Linked DNA regions of Pan troglodytes: region 2 is linked to region 1. The links are chromatin contacts, called in public HiChIP or PLAC-seq maps. All regions are on one chromosome and are shown on one strand. The core of a region is the stretch at or near the end of the contact, and the rest is flanking DNA. Distances in the headings are between cores, read along the strand shown.

Evidence for each region. HiChIP or PLAC-seq counts read pairs in DNA pulled down with a chosen protein or histone mark.
Region 2: an H3K4me3 HiChIP or PLAC-seq map of stem cell-derived excitatory neurons shows a contact between it and region 1, with 2.9 times the contacts expected there. The contact joins the promoter of PRR3 here to the promoter of RPP21 in region 1. A contact is called at or near these places in 3 of 7 Hi-C or Micro-C datasets (blood, induced pluripotent stem cells and stem cell-derived neural progenitor cells) and 1 of 1 datasets of contacts at active chromatin or transcription factors (stem cell-derived excitatory neurons).

The regions. Positions count from the first base shown.
Region 1 is chr5:36,255,863-36,262,032 of NHGRI_mPanTro3-v2.0_pri, reverse strand. It overlaps RPP21 (ribonuclease P/MRP subunit p21), which reads right to left and starts at 3,726. Exons shown (of 5, transcript XM_054686673.2): 1 at 3,616-3,726; 2 at 3,446-3,546; 3 at 3,271-3,353; 4 at 2,281-2,413; 5 at 1,990-2,132. The coding sequence starts at 3,672. The coding sequence ends at 2,072. It also overlaps a transcript of TRIM39 not described here.
Region 2 is chr5:36,431,202-36,437,576 of NHGRI_mPanTro3-v2.0_pri, reverse strand. PRR3 (proline rich 3) reads right to left here and starts at 2,221. Exons shown (of 4, transcript NM_001045499.1): 1 at 2,116-2,221; 2 at 1,360-1,422. The coding sequence starts at 2,221. GNL1 (G protein nucleolar 1 (putative)) reads left to right here and starts at 3,363. Exons shown (of 12, transcript NM_001071796.1): 1 at 3,363-3,435; 2 at 3,848-4,013; 3 at 4,377-4,513; 4 at 4,653-4,804; 5 at 4,922-4,993; 6 at 6,011-6,218. The coding sequence starts at 3,363.

The sequences.
Region 1 (6,170 bases), core at 2,477-4,976:
TTGACCCAGGTAGGCACTATTTCCAGAAATAAATTGTCAAAGGATAACTCAGAAACATTTACTTACATGTACACTGTTTAGTATTTTCTACGCAAATAATTTACTGACATGTGAAGGAGGCAGTGGAGAGACCAAGTCAGGGACAAAGGCAAAACAAGAATGTGGTAGATGAGTGATCCCCAACCTTTTTGGCACTAGGGATGGGTTAACCAGGGACTGGTTTTGTGAAAGGCAATTTTTCCATGGAGCAGGAAGGGTATGGTTCTGGGATGAAACTATTTCACCCCAGATCATCAGCAATTAGATTATGATAAGGAGCATGCAACCCAGATCCCTTGCATGCGCAGTTCACAGTAGGGTTCATGCTCCTATGTGAATCTAATGCTGCCACTGATTACTCAGGCAGTAATGCTGGCCCATCCCTCCCTTCCACCACTGCTCACCTCCTACTAGGCAGCCTGGTTCCTAACAGGACACAGCCCAGTACCAGTCCACAGGGCCTGGGGTTTGGGGACCCCTGTGGTAGATTGTTACACTGGTGATCCCCAGGGAACTAATGAACCTCCCAGCGTTCAAACTCCAGTGTAGCCCCTTCCACATTGAATCTGGCATTGGCACTGTGCCTTGCTTTGGCCAAGGGAACATTAGCAAGTGTGACCCCAACAGAGGCTCGATAAACACTTTTTTTTTTTTTTGAGACAGTCTCACTCTGTCACACAGGCTGGAATGCAGTGGCGCGATCTTGGCCCACTGCAACTCTGCCTCCTGGGTTCAGGTGATTCTCCTGCCTTAGCCTCCCGAGTAGCTGGAATTACAGGTGCCTGCTACCACGCCCTGCTAATTTTTTTGTATTTTAAGTACAGACAGGGTTCCACCATGTTGTCCGGGCTGGTCTCAAACTCCTGAACTCAAGTGATCCGCCTGCCTCGGCCTCACAAAGTGCTGGGATCACAGGTGTGAGCCACAGCATCCAGCCAAACACTTACATATTGGGATGCTTTTGTAGAAGCCAGAGGGGATGTAAGACATACAACTACCCTGAGACAGCCATGCTGTGAGAACATCAAAGCTAGCGAGGGAGCAAGGCTACTTGGAGAAGCAATGAGGTGCTAAACACGTGAGTGAAATTTCTTGGGTCTTCCAGACCATCTACGAGATACCAGCTAAATGCAGCTATGTAAGCTGATTTCATATGTAACAGGAGAACCACCCAGCCAAAGTCTTTCAGAATTCCTAGTTCACAGAACCAGAGGAAATAATAAATCATTATGTTTTAAGCTCCAACATGATGAAGTGATTTTTTTATACAGTTATCGATAAGCAAACACAGGGTTTATAAGAGAAATAAAAGAAAACTGCATTCTGGAAGTAGTAAATTTTGTTTGTATGCTTTTGGCATAAACTTATTAGCTGGCATTTAGCAAAAAGGTCAGTCTAGGAATTCTGTACTTCAGTAGGCTTTCTAGGGATATCGAAGAAAACATTTTAGTTGTTTATTCTTAAGAAAACTCTGAGAGTTTACCTATGGGACATAATTGCAAAATGTCTGTCGGTGTCCTTTGTTAACATCTTTGACTTTGTTAGTTCAGGTTTGCGCCATTTCCTTTATCAGAATTTTATTAAAGACAACTTTGAGAATGGGAAAAGACCTGAGTCTTTTCTGACTATGAGTGGGCCTAGAGGATACAAACACTCTCCGCTGCCCCATATTTCTCCCCTTGTTTAAAAACAGCAGCAGTGGCATCATTCTCTCTAGCTCTTCAGTCAGCAATTATGGCTGCCCAAACACGGAATGCCCTAAGGTGGCTCAGGACATTGATAGGGAACTGGGGCCACGGCCTTGGAAATGCAAGCTGCTGAGTGAGGCCAAGTGGTCTATGGAAATCACGATCTCCCTGCATGGTGGGATTACAAAGGTGACCAAGAAACACAGACAGAAACAGAAGAAAATGGAATTAAGAGTTGAAATACCCACAGAACAGAATCATGGAATGTAAAACAAGTAAACTTTATTTGGGAGATGGGGTGAATCCATCACTGGTTACTGGAACCCTGAGTCTGCATTTTCTCCTCAGGGAGGCGGTCTGAAATGGAGTGGGCTGTGTTTGGCAAGGGTTGTAGTGGTTTGGAATCTGAGTAAATGAGCAGAATCAGAGAAACAGAATTAGTTTTCTGACTGTGGTACTTCTCACACCAACCCAGAACCTGTCCATGTGTCCTCTTCACTCTACGTTCTCCATTGTCCCTATCCTCTGGGGTGTCCTCCATTTTCTCCCTCACCTCTCACCTGCTTGGCTCCCGAGCTGGGCCTCAGGCCTGTCTCCCCAGAGTAAATGCCCGGGATCATTGAGGAAGCGTTGGCTGCGCTGGCATGTTAGGCAGGTCTGTACGGTCCAGCGCTGTCCCCTGCAGCCTAGGGTGAACATGGGAAAAAGACTGTCCACGTTTAGAAGTAACGGTCTCTTGCTGCCAGTTTTGCCTCCAGTGTTTTTCAGTAGGTATCCCCGCTCCCCCACCACACCCCCAATTTGAATGTACATTTGATGGTGTCACGCCTCGGCATAAGCTCCATCGATTTCCTGGAACTCTTTAAGATAAAGTTCAAACTCCCTAACAAGACTTCAAGAACTGGCCTGTTTCCCTCTCCAGTCTCATGTCTTGCCCTCCTACCTCAAACTCCAGCCTCCTGCACTCTCATTTCTTTGACAGCACCACAAGCTCTCTTGTCTCAGAGTCTGCACACATGCCTAGAATTTCCATCTCTCACTCCCTTTGCTTATCATAAACTTCGCCACCACTGGCATGAGTAAGTGAGCATTCTACTCCCCCAGTTAATCTTTTTCTACACCATTTTGTTTCTTAGTCTGTCCCATCAGACCGTAATTTCAATGAGAATAATGAATCTAGCACAGTACCTGACACATTTTAGAAAATAAGTATTTGCTTAATAAATGAATGGTGATGGGAATCGTCCTCCACAAAGCCGAATAACATCTATTATTGTGCATGGGTGGGGTTGCCTCTTAAAAGTTATTATTTATTGCCCACACTGGAAGAAAAAAAAAAAAAAAGCCGAGCCCAAACCCTAGTTTGTGCAAGTGGCGTTAGGAACTTAATCCAAACCCGAAGAAGGAAGACTCCTGCGAATCCCACACCCAACATCCATCTACAGTGAGAAAGGCGCTGTTGGCCTCCAGTGCCCGCCCCCCACCCCGCCCCCCTCCGCGCCCCCAACGCTCCACAGTCTTCCACCTCCGTTGGAGCACTCACGTCTCTGGCGCTGGGTGCAGGTGAGGCCTGGGACGAGGAGGGAAGAGCAGCCTCGACAAAGAGTCCTCTTCACCGAGGGATCCCTGGGGGCGGAGGAGGATAGTGGTCTGGCGCCCGCGCTCCCTCTCGCGTTCCTCCCGCGTCCCGCCCGCCGCCCGCCCCGTGGCTGTCTCACCGCCGCAAGACGAGCCGCTTCGCAATGGTCCTCTCAGTGTAGCAGTAAAACCTCGCCAGCGCCTGGTTCTCGGGGTCCTGGGCAAGGACACAATGGGCGGCCTGCGGGAAGGGAGCAGTCACTCTGGGACGCCGAGCACCGTCCCCGTGGGGCCCTTGTCGCAGACTCACCTGGTACAGGAAGTTGAGCCTCTGGAAGGCCTCGCGGTCCTTCACCGGCCCCGCCATCACTGCCGCGCTCCAGGGCCTCCCGCAGCCCCACCCCTCGCACAGCCCCGCCCGGGCGTCCGCGCGAGGCCTCCTGGGAAACGTAGTCCCCGCGCCCTCGGGAGCCTCCCGGAGGCCTCACAAACTCATCGGTTTCTAAACACAACCCCAGCAATCCATGCCCAGGGTCCCTTTATGAATTTTCAGTGCTTTTGTCTTCCTCAAGCTCATGACCAATTATATCACCTAGAGACCTAGCGGAGGTGAGGATCTTAAATCGGCCATTTTCGGGACAGAAGGCTGGTCTCTTTATGTAGCTAGGTTGGGGAGATGGTTATGTGCAATTTATACCCAGCTAGAGCTTCTGCCCTACTCTCCTGAGGTCCGAGGCAGATGCCTGTAAGATCTACAGACGGAAGGCACAGAGGTAATACATTAAAAAAAAGCACTGGTGCCAGTGGGGGTGAAAGTGGGAAGGATCATGAGGATGCTGGAGGGAGGGAAAAGGACTCCCGGTCCTCAGAAAGCACAGTTTACTCCTACTATTCCACCTTCCAAAGAAACACACTTCCTGTTATGCAGTGCTGGACACACAATAGGTGATCCTCACTTTCTGAGTGAATGGTTTCTAACTCCTAGGCTTAGGTACAGCACAGAAATCTGTCAACAGCATCCCCTGCCCCTGAAACTTCACCCCACTCCCCACACTGACATTCACCTCACACCCCTCCCTCTGACCTCTTCTATCTTCCAGTTCTTCTGTCTGGTGTCCTGTGACTCATAGTGACTATCAGTTACTGAAGTCAGAAGCAGAGGGACATGAATTGGAGGGGTAGAAGATCAATGAACCCTGAGATGGGGAGGGCAGCATAAGTCAGGAGAGGATGACTTCTCCCCAATTTCAGACCCAGTGCCAGGCGGGGACAGACAAGCAGGGCTCCAGCTGGGAGGAAGGACATGGCTGAAACCTCCTCTGGAACTAGTTTCACAAGGGTTCTCGGACTCAAATAAGAGTGGTGTGTTTAAAATGTAGATGTAGGCTGGGCACGGGGGCTCACACCTGTAATCCTAGCACTTTGAGTGGCTGAGGCAGGTAGATTACTTGAGTTCAGGAGTTCGAAACCAGCCTGTCCAACATGGCAAAACCCTGTCTCCACTAAAATTAGCCGGGTGTGGTGGTGCATGGCTATAGTCCATAGTAGTCCCAGCTACTCTGGAGGCTGAGGCAGGAGAATTGCTTGAACCTGGGAGGCGGAGGGTGCAGTGAGCTGAGATCACCACTGCACTCCAGCCTGGGCGACAGAACGAGACTCTGTTCATAAATAAATAAATAAAATGTAGATGTCCGGCCCACCCCAGACCTCGACTAACCACTAAGGGTGAGACCCAGGAACATGCATGTCTAACACCCAGTGATTCTTACACATCAGTACAAGGCTGTCACCAAATTACCACACAACACAGAGATCACTTCAGTGGATCCTTTGTTCCATATTATTTTAACCAACCAAAGTATCTTGCCACAAAGAACCACAGTCAAGGCACAAAGGTAAGAGGAGGAGAGTCTGGACAAAGTCCTGTTGAGGTGGTAGGAGGAACTGAAACACCCTCAGTAAACTGCAGATTCTTCTCTCAGTCATTTCTGTGAAGATTACCCGAATAGCAGATAATCCAAATTGGTTTAGTTTGGTTTGGCATGCATCACTTTTACCTTTTATGACAACATATGTACCCTATAAGTTGTTTATTTTGGCCTAACATGAAAATCATTTACATTCTCTGAAAAGGGAAATGGCAAAGGGTGAGGGATGGCAACAAGCAAGCAAAAGCCTGGCTTAACACCAGTTCCAGGCCAGATGCACACAAGCCAAATGAAGTTGCCTATCTGGCCCTTCCCTATATACCACCCTCTTCCACCCTGTCCTTAGGGTGAGAAAGACTCCATAACCTTTTTTCCTTTCTGGCTTGGACACCTTGGCTAGGTAAGAAGGCTGACAATTTGGGAGTAGCTACTTAGTAACATTCTTTAAGGCCAGGGCTTTGGATACAAATACCCTTCTCTTTCCTCTAATACCTGACTCTCCTTTCCAAGTTCCCTTGGGAACACTGTGAAAGGATAGATGTGTCTTGCAGGATCTCTTCCACTTTGCCTCTGGAGAGGAGCAAGGTGACTGACTTATTGGTATAGAGGCAGGCAACAAGCCAACTCTGCTGAAGGCTGAGGCAGGGACCTGGGTTCTCCTCTGCTTTCTTTTCAGCCTCTCCTTCTCCCCACATTCCTACCTCTGGCCAATCCTACCCATAATCGCAACCTTACCCTTGGAATAGAAGACCAAAGAAACCTCCCTCCTCTTCATTAATCTCCAGGAATCTGTTCCTTTAGCCCACTTCCCTGACCCTTCTAGCCTTGTTGATGTCCAATCTCTGCCCTCAGAAAAACTCCTCAATATCTAGACCCATGAGAGCATCTGTCATTCATCTCTCATGAATTCAGAGGTACACAGACCCCTGTGATCTAC
Region 2 (6,375 bases), core at 972-3,471, 180 kb before region 1:
TTAGATCTCCATTTTAATAAGGTGTCCTGTGTTTTTGTCAATTTTTCAAATGGCTTGTCTGGAAGAGTTCTTTATATATTATAGATACAGGATCTTTATTTGTTATATTTATTGCAAATATCTTCTATTGTATGGCTTCCTGTTAATTTCTTAATGGTATTATTTGGCAAGTTTGTATTTTGTTTTTTCTTTTTTTTGAGACAGTTTCACTCTGTCGCCCAGGCTGGAGTGCAGTGGTGCAATCTCAGCTCACTGCAACCTCCGCCTTCCAGGTTCAAGCGATTCTCCTGTCTCAGCCTCCTGAGTAGCTGGGATTACAGGCACACACCACCATGCCCGGCTAATTTTTGTATTTTTAGTAGACACAGGGGTTTCACCATGTTGGTCAGGCTGTTCTTGAACTGCTGACCTCGTGATTCACCCGCCTCGGCCTCCCAAAGTGCTGGGATTACAGGCGTGAGCCACTGTACCCAGCCACAAATTTATATTTTCTAACGGAGTTCAATTTATCAATCTTTCCTTTATGGTTAGTGTGTATACGTGCATTTCTTGTCTGTTTAAGAACTCTTAGCTACTCTTAGAAAATACATTTACTTTCTAGAATAATTATTCTCTTACCTTTTATACTTAGATCTACAGTCCATTTGAAATAGATCATTGTATATGATTATGAGTGCAAGGTGAAATTCCATTTTTTTCACATGAATATCCAATTGATCCAATATCATTTATTGAAAAGACCAACTTTTCAGTTCCATCTTCATCATAAATGAAGTGTCCACACATGTATGGGCCTGTTATTGGACTCTTCGGGACATAAGTCCTGTTGACTTATGTCTATCATTGTTTCCAAACTGCATCGTTGTAACTATTGTAGCTTTATAGTAAGTCTTTTTTTCTTCTTGTATTTAGAGACAGGATCTCACTATGTTGCCCAGGGTGGCCTCAAAAACTCCTGGGCTCAAAGGATCCTCGCACCTCAGCCTCCTGAGTAACTGGGACTACAGGCGTGTGCCACCATGCCCAGCTTACAAATCTTGATATTCATAGTAAGCCCTCCCACTTCAAGATTGTCTTGACAGTCACCTTGATATTTTGCATTTCCCTATAATAATGTGTATTTCCACAAAAACATTATGGGTGTTCTGACTTGGAATGCATGAAATCTATTTATCAATTTGGGAAGAAGTGACATTTTTACAACATTGAGTTTTTAAATCAGCAAATATACAACTTCTCTCCATTCATTTAGGGATGGAATCCCTGATCTTTTATTTTTAAGTCCTTCCTGGGTTTTATCCCCTCCCTTGCTGTCTTCTCTACGACCTAATACAAGGATCAGGGCCCCTTCCTCCTCACCTGACTTAGGGTCGCCAGGTTTTCCATTGGCCATGGGGGGAGGGCCCAGAAGGCTGGGTGGTCCTAAGAGCAGACATGAAAATATGGTCATCAGAATGGATTAAAGGACTGATGATTCTGTTCTTAGGTGTTTTTCTTGTATTACTTCTTAATCAACCAGTAAAGTCAGGTATATTTTCAGCAGTCTTAGGAGTTCTCACCCCATCTATCTGCCCTTTTTTCTGCAAAGCTGTTTCAGGGTTTGCAAAAAGTAGATATTCAATCAAAGGGGATAATGCAGGAAAAGATACTGACAACTTTTTTTCTTCACCGTACCGTCGCTATCCAAAACAACCTAAGTGTCTCCAGACATGAACCAATCCCTCACCTTAACTGCTGGCCAGAGGACTAGTTCAGAGAAAGCTGCACCTGTACCTTTTCAGTCAAAGTCTGGATACAAACTGTCATCCCAGTCATCGCAATCTGCAACATCTCTACTACCCCTTTCCCCTACTGTTCTGCGGCTGCGCAAAGAGCTCTTTATTCTCTCCACCCCCGCCTTCTCCAGAAAGGTCTGGGGCCGTATTGAGGTTGATGGTTCCAGTAAGAGAACTCCTGGTTCAAGGCTCCATTTGGGACAGCCCCACTTCCATCCCTCCCCAGCGCGTGCGCCCTTCCTCCTTCCGTTACAGCCCCCTCCTTCGCACCTTATTAGCCCCTAGCCCCTTGCCCGGACGGGCTTGACAGGCATGTGCACATCCCTCCCAGACCCCTCACCGATGGGACTCCCATCCTCCTCATCTCCAGTCTCTTCCCGCTCGGGCAGTGGGGGCTGCTGCTGTGTCGGTGGCTGGTGCTGATTCTGCTTCTTTCGTTTCGGCATCGTGTCTGCGGCAATGGCTGCAGCGGGATTTGGAGGGTAGTGAGGAAGGGGCACGCGGGGATTCTGTTTCCGCTTCCGGGGGGTCGGTGGGCAGCAATGCTGAGGCTCCCGCCATTCCACTTCCGGAAGGTTGCGGAGAACATCTGCGGCGGCCGCATTCCGGAGCAAACTGCCTCCCTCCGTCTCTGCCAGGCATGGCGGCAACCTCACACCTTCCCTTTGCTGCGTTTCTATAAATGCTTTGAAAAAATTACTCTCTTCTTCCCTCGCTGGAAAACACCACAACCAGCTCCTCAGAGTGTGTCACAGAGTCAACAGGCCCTCGGGCCAGAGGGCCTGAGAAGAGGACTGTCGCACCGTAAGATCGCCACATCCGGTCCTCGGTTACTATGGTAACAGCTGCAGGCACAACTTCGTGCCCTTTGACCTCCCCCCAAAAGTCCTTGTCCCGCTTGGGTTTCCCTTCTCGCCCGCTTTTGCACTTACGATCTGTAAACCTGCTCCTTATCATCGTTCCCACAAAGAATTTCGGTCCCAACAGGTCGGCACCCAGGACTCTCAGACCGCCGCCCTCCCCTAAAGACCTCTGACCGTGCCCCCGGTGTAGTCCAGCAACCTGGACGCAGTCTCGGCTTTCCACTAAGGTCAAGCCCGGGGCTTGGTAGTATAGCCTCAGCGTGTCCACGCCCCCTCTCCACTAGGTAGTAGGCCCCGCCCTCCGCTCCGCCGCCCCCTCCAGGTGAGTGGTAGCTTCTCCCGGGAGCGCAAGGTAGTGATGACACGCGCCCCCCCTCCTCCGAACGCGAGTTGGTAGCGTCCGTGACGGAGTTAGCCTGGTCCTCCCACGCGCGCCTCCTTCTTCGCCGCCGGGGCGCCCTCTCGGTGCCACTGGCTCTCACGTGCCAGTAGCCCACCCCGCATCATCCTCTCGCCTCGCTCCTGGAGGGAAGTGACTATATCTCCCCCGTCCGCCTTCCATCGCCGCCGCGGCGGTAATTCTGTCGGGCCCGCCCGCTGACGTCACCTGCTAGCCCCGCCTCCTCTAGGGTCCCGGGCCCCTGCGGCGGGGGCTGCCCCGGGGGGCAGTCAGTTGAGGCGGCGGGAGCTCGGCGGAGGGCGGGCCAGGTGACTGGTCCGGGCCATGCCGAGGAAGAAGCCATTCAGCGTGAAGCAGAAGAAGAAGCAGTTGCAGGACAAACGGGAGCGGAAGAGAGGTCAGTGCGGGAGCGGGAGGAGGGGGCGGGGCTCGGGCTTCCGCACATCTGGAAGGAGGGGTGTGCCCGCTGCACCTCTGGGGATCGTGGGAGGGGGTCGTGGGACCGCGTCAACCCTCGCGGCCTATCGCGGAGGGGATCCCCCACCCCACCCCCCCTACATCTGGAAGGGGTGGGGAAGGATGGAGAGTTGGGGGAGGGGAATCTCTCCAGCTAGCACGGGGCGCCGTCCCCACTGCTCCCTGGAGGAGTGACTCCCCCCACGCACATCCGGGAGGGTCCCGAATAGGGTGTCTGGGAGGACTGAACATCGGAAGTTGAGTGGGATGAAAGGGAGTCAGGCCGATGGGGGAGAGGGTCTTATGGCCCCTGAGAGCTGGCCAGCACTGGCGTCACCGGCCCCTCCCCGCAGGGCTTCAAGATGGGCTGCGCTCCAGTTCCAACAGCCGCAGCGGGAGCCGGGAGCGGCGAGAGGAACAGACCGACACCTCGGACGGGGAGTCTGTGACCCATCATATCCGCAGGCTTAACCAGCAGCCTTCTCAGGGGCTGGGTCCACGAGGCTACGACCCAAATCGGTGAGGGTGAGAGGGGGCGCTGGTCCCGGCTTTCCCGCCTACCCGGAAGTCAGAGCTTTGGGGGAAAGCGGGCTGCTACTGGTGAAGAGGGTGGGCCTGGGATGCCACAGTTCTCCGCTAGCCACTCGGCTCCCCACAGCGGGCCACAGTCTTCCTTTCCAGAGGGGCTGGAGAGAGTTGGGCTTTTAGAAGGAGAAGGCTGAATATTGCCTGAAAGAAGGACTTGGGGGAAGTCTGACTTGAGAGAGGAGACTTGAACGACTCTGGAGAGAATGGTTTGCGAAGTTGATTGTACAAGAGGGGAGAAAATAGGAGTTTGTGGCCACAGGATTGCTCTGGATGTCTCGGTCCCTCTTCCCTTAGATACCGACTGCATTTTGAGAGAGACAGCAGGGAGGAGGTAGAGAGGAGAAAGAGAGCAGCCCGGGAGCAAGTTCTACAGCCGGTCAGTGCTGAGGTGTTGGAGCTGGACATCCGGGAGGTGTATCAACCTGGCTCAGGTGAGTGAGAGCAAGACAGGCATTGGGCTGGGGAAGGAGTTTGGAAAGGTAAGAGTCGACTGTGAGGAAGGAGGGGTCTGGGATGTACTCTTGAATCCTGAAGATTTCCTCACACTTGGACTTTTTCCTGAATTCCCAGTTCTGGACTTTCCTCGACGTCCTCCTTGGAGCTATGAGATGTCCAAGGAGCAACTAATGAGCCAAGAGGAACGGAGCTTCCAAGACTATCTTGGGAAGATTCATGGGGCTTACTCCTCTGAGAAACTCAGCTACTTTGAGCACAATCTGGAGGTGACAGTGTACTCTAGGGACAGGAGTGGGGCATAGTGACCTATGGTCAAATTGGTTTGGGATCAGGCTGGAGAGGGACTCTGTTTTCAGTTTCTCTTCCTGATCCTGTCTTTTTAGACATGGAGGCAGCTGTGGCGGGTGTTAGAGATGTCTGACATCGTCCTGCTTATCACTGATATCCGACATCCAGTGAGTACTAGGGATAAGGGTGGGCAAGGAGGAGGGAGAAAGGTTTTTCAGGGGCAAAGGTCAGAGGCAAGAGTTGGGAGACAGAGAGGTATCTATCTTCCTGTCTTTCTAATCTCTACCTAGTGCTGATGTCCGCAGTTAGGAACTCAGTTTTTTATTCTCTTATAGCCTGTCATTCCTCCCTTGGCCAGCTCACTCTTCTCTTCAAAACAGCCATGTCCTGTCCTTTAGCTCATCACAGACCAATAGAAAATCCAAGTGTTGGAGCTCCAGGGATTCTATGAATGCAGCTGGGGACTTCCTCCTGCCCAGCCCAAAGATGCCCTTTCTTCCTTATCTCATTTCTCTAGCACTGCCACATCAGTTGCTACAGAACCCACCTGGAATGCTAGAGTAGTAGTTAAGGCTGTAGACTGCTGCTGGACTGCCCTGTGTGAATCCTAGCTCTGCAACTTCACTCTTGTCCTCCAGTGGGAGAAAGGGAGGTCTGTGAGGACCATTTAGGTTGGAGGTCCTTAATAATATGTACACACACATACTCACACGTACATCATGTGCACATCAATATACACAGGCATGTTTGCACACATGTTCACAGTCACATTAACACACAAACATGCACACATGTGCACGTACTTGCATGCATGCATATATGCACGTGTACACACTTATATAGTTGTGCACACACAAAAAAGCACACTAATTTCTACCCTAACCCCCATCCCTGTTTCCGATCCCAGCCTTTACCTCAGTGTGCTAAGTGATGCTGTTTCCTTGTCTTGTTTTGGGTTCATTTCCATCTCTAATCGTGACCTATAGGAAGCCCTCTGAGACTCAGAAGTATTACTAACCCCTGTTTTGTCTTTGTTTTTCAGTTTGTCTGGTTTATAGTTTTTAGCCCAGAGTCTGCTACCACCAGGGCCTTGTCTCTGAGCTACACCTGCTGAGTGGGGAGCTGGAGGCAGAGTACTCTGGGTTGACTTTCACTGCTCCATCTTCTTATCAACTCTGTCCTAGGTTGTGAATTTCCCGCCAGCACTTTATGAGTATGTGACTGGAGAACTTGGGCTGGCCCTGGTGCTGGTTTTGAACAAGGTGGATCTGGCCCCGCCTGCTCTTGTGGTTGCCTGGAAGCATTATTTCCATCAACACTATCCCCAGCTCCACGTCGTCCTTTTCACCTCTTTTCCTCGGGACCCCCGCACCCCACAGGACCCTAGTAGTGGTGAGTGGGCAATGAGAGAGGGCAACCTGGGAGAGGTGAGTTGGCAGGGGACAAAGGGGAGAACAGAGAGGCTTATTGACAAGGGGGCACCTGGTCTTGGGCCTAAGGGTGGTGGGAGAGATGAGAGGCCTAAGCCCGTGTGCCAATCCTTTTGTGC